3 separate regions of the Mus musculus genome follow, and all the other regions are linked to region 1. The links are chromatin contacts, called in public Hi-C and promoter capture Hi-C maps. All regions are on one chromosome and are shown on one strand. Each heading gives the region's core, a stretch centred on a gene start, on an enhancer-like site or on the middle of the called end of the contact. The rest is flanking DNA. Distances are from core to core; before and after follow the strand shown. Region 1 holds the start of Smdt1 (single-pass membrane protein with aspartate rich tail 1). Region 2 holds the start of Snu13 (SNU13 homolog, small nuclear ribonucleoprotein (U4/U6.U5)). Region 3 holds the start of Desi1 (desumoylating isopeptidase 1).

Evidence for each region. Hi-C and Micro-C count contacts between places; a contact is called where the count stands out from the background. Capture Hi-C pulls out chosen DNA fragments and counts their contacts.
Region 2: a promoter capture Hi-C map of pancreatic islet shows a contact between it and region 1. The contact joins the promoter of Snu13 here to the promoter of Smdt1 in region 1. A contact is called at or near these places in 4 of 39 promoter capture datasets (fetal liver, liver, neural stem cells and 1 more), 15 of 484 Hi-C or Micro-C datasets (CD4 T cells, CD8 T cells, the G1E-ER4 cell line and 12 more), 6 of 115 datasets of contacts at active chromatin or transcription factors (the 230-238 cell line, embryonic stem cells, memory CD8 T cells and 1 more) and 3 of 9 other capture datasets (adipose tissue, liver and pancreatic islet).
Region 3: a Hi-C map of neutrophils shows a contact between it and region 1, with 4 times the contacts expected there. The contact joins the promoter of Desi1 here to the promoter of Smdt1 in region 1. A contact is called at or near these places in 1 of 39 promoter capture datasets (erythroid cells), 2 of 484 Hi-C or Micro-C datasets (the N1E-115 cell line and neutrophils), 2 of 115 datasets of contacts at active chromatin or transcription factors (bone marrow-derived macrophages and memory CD8 T cells) and 2 of 9 other capture datasets (adipose tissue and liver).

What each region holds. Positions count from the first base shown.
Region 1 is chr15:82,344,774-82,347,473 of GRCm38.p6, reverse strand. Smdt1 (single-pass membrane protein with aspartate rich tail 1) reads right to left here and starts at 1,428. Exons shown (of 3, transcript NM_026914.1): 1 at 1,205-1,428. The coding sequence starts at 1,390. Pheta2 (PH domain containing endocytic trafficking adaptor 2) reads right to left here. Exons shown (of 2, transcript NM_177391.4): 2 at 1,764-2,700.
Region 2 is chr15:82,046,155-82,048,854 of GRCm38.p6, reverse strand. Snu13 (SNU13 homolog, small nuclear ribonucleoprotein (U4/U6.U5)) reads left to right here and starts at 1,257. Exons shown (of 3, transcript NM_011482.4): 1 at 1,257-1,368. The coding sequence starts at 1,366.
Region 3 is chr15:82,014,795-82,017,494 of GRCm38.p6, reverse strand. Desi1 (desumoylating isopeptidase 1) reads left to right here and starts at 1,275. Exons shown (of 6, transcript NM_134095.3): 1 at 1,275-1,617. The coding sequence starts at 1,530. It overlaps Xrcc6 (X-ray repair complementing defective repair in Chinese hamster cells 6), which reads right to left and starts at 1,126. Exons shown (of 13, transcript NM_010247.2): 1 at 1,020-1,126; 2 at 297-385. The coding sequence starts at 372.

The sequences.
Region 1 (2,700 bases), core at 179-2,678:
AGTCTCTTCTAGCATTTGTGGGCATGTGGCACTTAAGTGCTACACAGACATACATGCAGGCAAAACATGCATACACATAAATAAAACTCGAGTTAGGAGGAGGTGTGTGCACTGATGGGGCCTCTCACCTCCTTCTCTTTTAGCTGGCTCCTGCTGCTGAGCAACCTTGCTTCACAATTAATGTTAAAAGCTCGCAAAGGCAACATGGACGGAAGGAATGCCAATGAGATTTCACCGGTATTAGCTTCCTGCTTCCCCTAGCTGTGACTTTTTATACAGCAGCTGCACATTTTTGCTTCTCGCTGGAACCCTGACTGGGGTCAACTGCTACCGCTCAGGCTTGCTCTAAAGACTTTTGTTTTCCCTTCGACTCCATACGGCCATGCCGTCAAAAAGCACACCTTTGGTATAAGAGACTTCCCATTTTTCCTTTGGGGTACCGAGGGCAAGTGACAAGAGTTCAAGTATGGAAAAACCAGGATGTGGTCTCTGGTTGTCAAGACCTAACTCCTAGCTTTGGATGCTGGCTTCAGGGCTCTGCCCTGACTTCATCTGTAAAACCTACACATTCCTCAGCACAGAAGGTCCTGCTCCCACATCCCCCTATCCGTTCTCCTTCATTTCCTTTTTACTAAGTATATTACTTCCGCATTCCCTTCCCACTCTTTCAGTAATTTATTCTATGTGCATTGGTATTTTGCCTCCTCGTGTATGACTATGCGAAGATGTCAGATCTTGAAGTTACTGATAGTTGTAGCTGTCCTGTGGTGATGGGAGTTAAACCTGGGTCCTCTGGAAGAGCAGAGTTCCTAAGCTCTGAGCCATCTCTCCAGCTCTCAGGATTGTTTTATCCCATCACCTTTGAGGCAGAGATTGCATGACTTGTATAAATCGACACAAAGCCTTTCTTCTGACCCTGAAGAAATAGGTCATTATGTCCCTCAAGATAAGAAATTGCACATTTCGCTGCTGCCTTCCAGCTTCTGTGTCCAGGAACCCAGCTTAACAGTGAGTTTTATGGAAACATTTTCCTCCACCTGTCAAAGTCAGCAAAACCCAGCTGCACAAATTGAGTCCTATGTCCGGTCCCCAGTCTATGCCAATACTATGATTGGCCTCTGCGCCTGTCAATCAGGACAGGTCACATGCACTCCCCCAATCACCGGCCTCAATCCCTTCGTCCCGCCTCAAGACAGACACTCACTTTCACCGGCTTGGGCAAAATGGCGCCGCTGCGAGTGACGATGACTGACCTCGACGGTACCTGGCTGAGACCTGAGCTGCCCGGTACGGTGTAGACATCGCCACCTCTCCTCCCCCTCGGCCCGCTCCAGAGAGCCCCGGGTCGAACTGCAACCCAGGCCAGCCGCCGAGCCGCCGTGGACGCCATCTCCAGCTCCGCCCCTCGCCGGGAGCCACACCCCACGCATCCAAGGCGGCCTCTGGCAGAAACTTTCTCCAAAACTCGCGAGACTCGTGACACACACGGGAAGCACCGCCCTCCCGCCTGCGCAGAGCACGCATTCGTATGCCGGTGGGAAAGTCCTCGGCGCCCGGACGACGTAGTGACGTCAGGAGAAGGACGCCCCTCCCGGACTCCAGAGGGCGGGGCCGCCAGGGCTCCCTTTGTAGGTGTTCCCGCCCCTCACCTCGGGAAGACTTGAATTAAGGAACCAGAATGTGTAATGAAAAACTCTACTTGGTATCTGAATTTATATATATATATATATATATATATATATATATTTTTTTTTTTTTTTTAAGGTAACAAAAAGTTAACAAAAAGCTGGGCGAAGTGGCGCACACCTTTAATCTTACACTACTTGGGATGCAGAGGCAGGAGGATCTCTGTGAGTTCAAATCCAGTAAGTTCCAGGACAGCCGGAGCTACGTAGTGCGGCGAAAAAAATCAAGTTAACAATAAATAGCTCATGGTTTCTGTGGACATTGGTACAATGGGTGCAGTGGACAGCGGGCTTCCCCTACAGATCTAGGGAACAAACAAATAGACGGATTGGCCTGATGGAGGTCATACCACCAAGCCAGGTTCTTGGACTCAATTGTTAGCCTCAGACACCAGCTTTGCAACTCAGGCTCCTGATTCTTCATTTGTAAACACGTTGATTGTAATAACCAAAATTAACTTTCTGAGAGGGTCTCACACATAGCCCAATCTAGCCAAAAAACTCGCGGTGTTGTCAAGGATGCTTTTGAACTCCTGATCCTCCTCCACCTCTTTGCTACCAACCGGGGAACTTTACCGTTCTGGTTATAAAGGGAAGGGGGGAGGGGAGGCTAACAGGCCTTCCACCAGGTCCTGCTGCAAAACAAACACCAAAACCAAGTGAGGTGTGGCACTCCTATCTATAATCCCAGCAGATTGCCATGCTAAGGAGTTCCAGACCTGCGTGGGCTACAAAGACTTGGTCTCCAAAAACCAAAACTATTAAAAGAGCAAACACTAACTACTGTGACAAGAAACTTAGCAAAGGTACCTGTGTGTACAGTGAGGGCAGCTGGCTATGAGGTTACAAGCAGGCTTGAGAAACATAGCCCTGACCAGAGGAACCATGGAACTCAGTCTCCTGGAGGCAAAATCCAGCCTTTAGGCCTTGTTGGATTTGGGTCAGGCTGGCCCAAGGCCCCAGATAGGGAAAGGAGGGAGGTCAGGAAGAGTCCAATTTTGTTTGGGAACGGTAT
Region 2 (2,700 bases), core at 8-2,507, 300 kb after region 1:
TGGAGTCACAAGTGTTGTCAGTTGCCATGTGGGTGTTGGGAATTGAACCCATATCCTATAGAAGAGCAGCCAGTGTGCTGAACCAGGGAGGCATCTCGCCAGTCTCTAGAAATGTTCCCTCCTGTTGGCAGTTTGAATCCATGTGGTTGCCTGACCCCCAATGCTAAAAATCTCAAGGTCCGGTTTTAGCTTTGCCACTGTTTGATTCCTGACAGTGGGCAGGCTTCCCTTCTTTACACTTTGTTCTCATCTGTAAAAATGAGGAACTATTTTGTAAGGCTCTTAAAGGTCCTCCCAGTTCTCAGCTCTACAGTTGTGACACAATGAGCTGAAATTGGCTCTAATGGTGGGGTCTGGGCTAGATCCAAATAGCCCCAAGATGTGTTTGGCATCATGTTGGAAAAGACTGAGAAGCCACGAGGATCACGGAAGAGCTCATGGGAGGGAGCGCTAGACTTGAGTTTATCCTTTCATAACGAAGTTTTGGTGCATCACTAAGAAAGGGGCAAGATGCTCAGAAGAAGGAAGCAGGTGTCCTACATAATTACTCCAAACACAACCTCCCTGTCATTCACTAACTAGCCCCCTAGTCCAATGGCTCTTGACCTACCCATTGCTGCAGCTCTTTAATACAGTTCATGTTGTGGTGACCCCCAACCATAAAATTACTTTCGTTGCTACTTCATAACTGTAATCTTGCTACTGTTATGAATCGTGTCTTCCGATGGTCTTCGGCGGCCCCTGGGAAAGGGTCTTTTGACACACACTCCCCAAGAGACTCACAACCACTGCATTATTCCAGCTAATTGTAGAAATCAACCTCCGCCTGAGAGGATGGTTTTGAAAAGGGTACACTATGTACTCAGAAAAAAAAAAAAAAAAAAAAAAAAAAAAAAAGCCTGGCGTGGTGGCGCATGCCTTTAATCCCTGCACTTGGGAGGCAGAGGCAGGTGGATTTCTGAGTTCGAGGGCAGCCTGGTCTACAAAGCGAGTTCCAGGACAGCCAGGGCTGCACAGAGAAACCCTGTCTCGAAAAAAAAAAAAAAGCCTGGTTATGAAATGGCAACCCTCACAACCCGTTGTACTAGTGTGCCACTTCCCGAGTGGTTTATTCACAATCTTTTGCCGATCCTAACTAGAACGCTAATAAAATCTGAAAAAACGCATCTCCCACATCCAAAGATGACTTCAGCACTCTCTTCTTCCGGGAAGGGGGCGGGACGCCGTCATTGCGCGCGCTCTGTGGCGTCACTTCCGCTTCCTGCCGCTTCTGAAGTGATTTCCGCTCCTTTTTCCTGCGCGGCGTTTCAGTCCCTCTTGAGTTGGGCTGTCGTCGAGTCGCGGCGAGACCGGCGCACCGCAGCCATGGTGAGTGAGCGCGGCGGGCCGCAAGCACGGGGAGCGCGGGCCGCGGGCCCTGTTCGCTGCGTCTTGGGGGAGGTGGAGCGCGTGCGACATGTCGCCCGCCCCGAGATGGCCGACCTCCAGGCCCGGGGCTGGAACTCCGGCGGCCCGCGAGGTCGTTCCTGGGGCGGCGGAGTGGAGATCCCGGGCAGCTGAGGTCCCAGGTCGCTGCGGCCCGGTGGGCTTTGCAGCCGTGGGCGTGCCCAGAGGCCGCGGCGAGGGGACAGGCATGGCGCAGCGTGGGAAAATGAGCGCCCCACGTGGGATGGTGAACGCGTGTGGAAGCCCGTCTGTTCTCCTTCTCGTTTTCTTTCTCTTTTCTTTTTAAACACTGGGGGATGAGGTGAAATCCCGGGATGCGAGGCACTCACTACCCACGTCTTCTCCACTCCCGGGGTTGAGGAAGGGGATCGCCGTGGGGTCCGCAGCCAGGGTCTGTCGGGAACTAAGACTTAGGGAATTCGGGGGCGCTTTTTGGTTTAGTTTGTTTTTAGGGGCTCATGGAGCCCTGGTTGGCCTTGGAACTCTGTAAACTAAGCTGGCCTTGAGCTCTCAAGAGATCTGCCTCACCAGTGCTGGGATTAAAGGCGCGTACCATCGCGCCCTCCGGACTAGGTAACCACCACCACCCCACCCTCGCCTCCTTTTTTAAATTTGGGGTCACATGGAATGTGAAGGAAGCTCAGGAAAGGCTCCCACCATGAGAGCGACCGACGCCTTCAGAAATCCGTGGTCCTGGTAGCCCCACGTGGGATGATAGCGTTTGAGCGTCTCCACTTTGTGATGGTGTACAGGGCTCCGTTTGGCTGAGCCCTTTCAGGCCTGGTGCGATTTCATCCAGCCCTTGGGTGGTCGGCTTTGTTTTCGTGCTCCCACCCCTGAGGTTTAGCAACTACTGACCGAGTCTAGAGTTTGAGAGAGAGAGAGTGGCTGAGCCAGTGTTGAACCAGGGAAGAGTTTTGAAGTGCGGTGCTCTTGGTGAACTCTGCAGCAGTTTGTCTAGGCTGGGAAGTGGGGACAACGGGTCGCTTGTAGCAGGCGGAGTACAAACATGCATCGCTTAAGGACGGGCGAGTTCTGGCTTTGGACATGAGATCTCCCTGCCTTGGCCGGCCTCCAGAATGCTGGGCTTACAGGTGTGTGCCACTACACCAAGGCTGGTCAGTCATCATTCTTGGATCCTCCTGATTAGACCAGGAGGCTGCTGCCATAGCAGATGTACTGCTTGCAGTAACGTTTCTCTAATACACAAAACCAGGAAATATAGACTAGTAACAGAGCAGTAACATCAAACAC
Region 3 (2,700 bases), core at 26-2,525, 330 kb after region 1:
GATTTTTTTAAACAATCAAAAATATGTAAAAAATAAAGTGACAAATATTACCATGGACAGAGTCATTTATTGAAGATTAATAAATTCTCTATCGTGGTTAGTAAAAAAAAAAAAAGGAAAATAGGGTTAGGAATGTTCATAGAGTGAAATAGGATCTAAATAATAACTGTAAAACTCAAAGGGAGAAAAAATATTTTAGATTATCTGAGGAGAAAAGGGAGGGATATCAGACAACATAAAGTGCTCCCAGCAAAAAAAAAAGTACACAGCGAAAATCTTCCACACAGGCCACTTACCACCTGTGTCGGGGCTCTCCTCCTCCTCTTCCTCTTCCTCGCCCTCAGTTTTGTAGTAGGACTCCCACTCTGACATGTTGGTTTGCTCACTAGGTGAGAGAAGTTATGAATTTAAATGAAAAAAAAAAAAAAAAAAAAAACCAAGGCAGGTAGCTCTGTGGTAATGCGCTTTCCTACAGTGTACCCGGACCTATGCCACACACACCAGAAAAAAAAAGAGAGACAGACAGACAGACTTCTGGGTTCTCTTTAGATCTGTTCTAAATGCTCGGGTCACTAATAAAGAATGTGAATGATGGCTCCTGCTTCCTCCAAAGCTCTCCATATCATTGGAGAGGCAAGAGAAATGTGCATGGGGTCATTGCTGCAACAACCTCCCCTTGGCTATCCCTTAAGGATGCTGCAGGACCAAAATGGCTAGGGGTGAGGGCGAGGTATAACATAGCGGCTCAGCACTGAAGGTCCTATCTCGAGCTCCAACTGGACTGGGACGGTACTTGGTGCTCTGGCTGAAACATTCGTCTTCATTTCTCCCCCAACCTTCAGCTAGAGATTGGCTCAACCACCAGTCCTGTTCCGCCTTCTGGGGAGAAAGGAGCATGACCCAGGTCCTGCAGGTCGACAGCGCTGCTCCGTGGTGAGGCCAGGGGTCGCGCGACACTAAGCGTGCAAGCAAGCCACCAAGGCAGGCCTCATCCAACACATGTGGTGCGGCGAACCTACCTTAACCGCAGGCGGGCAAGCCACTGGGACAGCAGAAGGTGGGCACCACGTCCACGCGGGCTCCTTGTCTCTCGCCCAATCAGCGACGTTGCGTCATCACGCACAACACGCCCTTCGACCCTTCAAGCGGGCACGCCCACTCGCATTTCCCGCTTCCACCCCCTGTTCCCTAAACTGGAACGCTTGCGGCCAGAGAAAGCCCCGCCCCTCGCTTGAAGCTCCGCCCCCGAAACCCGTCAGCACCGAACGCACATGCGTGAAAGTGCGTCCCCGCCCCTGCCCCCTGTTCCGTGCGGAGTCTCTGGGATCTCTCTCTCTGTCACCTCACAGTAGTCGTTGCCGGTCGCGGGTGTCCGGGCGCGAGCAGCGCAGGGCCGCCTCTCCCCCGCCCTCAGGCCGGGCCCCGGCTCGGTCCCCCGCTCCCTCTTCTCCCCACCCCGGTCGGGTACCGGAAGGTCCAAGCCGCTGCCGGGTGCCCGAGGGCCATCGTGGCCGCCGCCACGGGTCCTGATGGAGCCGCCAAATCTCTATCCGGTGAAGCTCTACGTGTACGACCTGTCCAAGGGCCTGGCCCGCCGGCTCAGCCCCATCATGCTGGGTGAGGGGACCGGGGTCAGTGGGAAGAAGGCAGGTGGCCGCTGGAAGCGATCCACCGAGGGGGGTGGGGGAAGACGGGCCCATGGGTGGTAGGAAAGATCCACTAGGGCAAGGACAGTGAGGTGGGATTCCCTGAACCCCTGTCCAGCTTCATGATCTAAGCCAAGGAGACACACGCTCCGGCTGAGAGCAAGCTCCTCTTCAGCTAGAGACTGGGGCTAGCCGACTGATCTTGGTGGATTCCCCAAGAAGCCAGGGAACCCTGCTTCTTTAGCTCAAAGTAGAGAAAGTGAGGATACCTCCAGCTCGTGTCCCTGGTGGTGGAAGCAACACTGCAGACGAGATCCTCTGGTGTCCCTCGGAGCGACTGCCCTCCGCGCCAAAAGGAAATTCCCTCTGCAGTCCTTGGAGTGGATGGGAAGAGAGCGCTAGAGCGGTGGAAGGCTTGAGCCCTTGCCGGCTCCAGGTTAGGTCAAGTCAGGTCACCCTGAGCCAGATCTTGGAACTAATTACGTTCTGTCCGACGATGCAATTTTCGCTCAACAGTTAATTGCTTTTGACCAGATGGTAAGAAAGCAGTTCTGGGGGAGGACCGGATGCTGTATCGGTGAGGATATCGGTTGTGCTCAGTTCAAATGGTTTCATGCTGAGAGAGAAAAAGAGCCCTTCAGTGTAGGTCCAACTTCACTTCAAGTCAAATACCAAAATGTCTGTCATATAGGATTTGTCAGGCTTGTCATTTCAGGTAATGGTGGACAGGAATGGATTTCAGGGATTGAAACTGACATAGTTTTGCATCATTCAATAAATAGCTATAGTGTTTCCTGGAGACATTGGAGGAAGGCCTATTTCTTAAGGAACACAAGGGGCAGGGATCAAGGAAGCAAGGCAAGTTTTGAGGACATCCATTTGTGATGTGTCACTGAGTTGAACTTACTAATCCTTTAACCCTGGGGCAGCGAGTGGTTTCTAAATGTGGTTTCCCATCAGAATCATCTAGGATGTTCGTTAAAAACACAAATACCTGACTGAGGCTGTTGCTCACTCACTGGTAGAGTTCCTGCTTGGCATGCTCCAAGCCCTG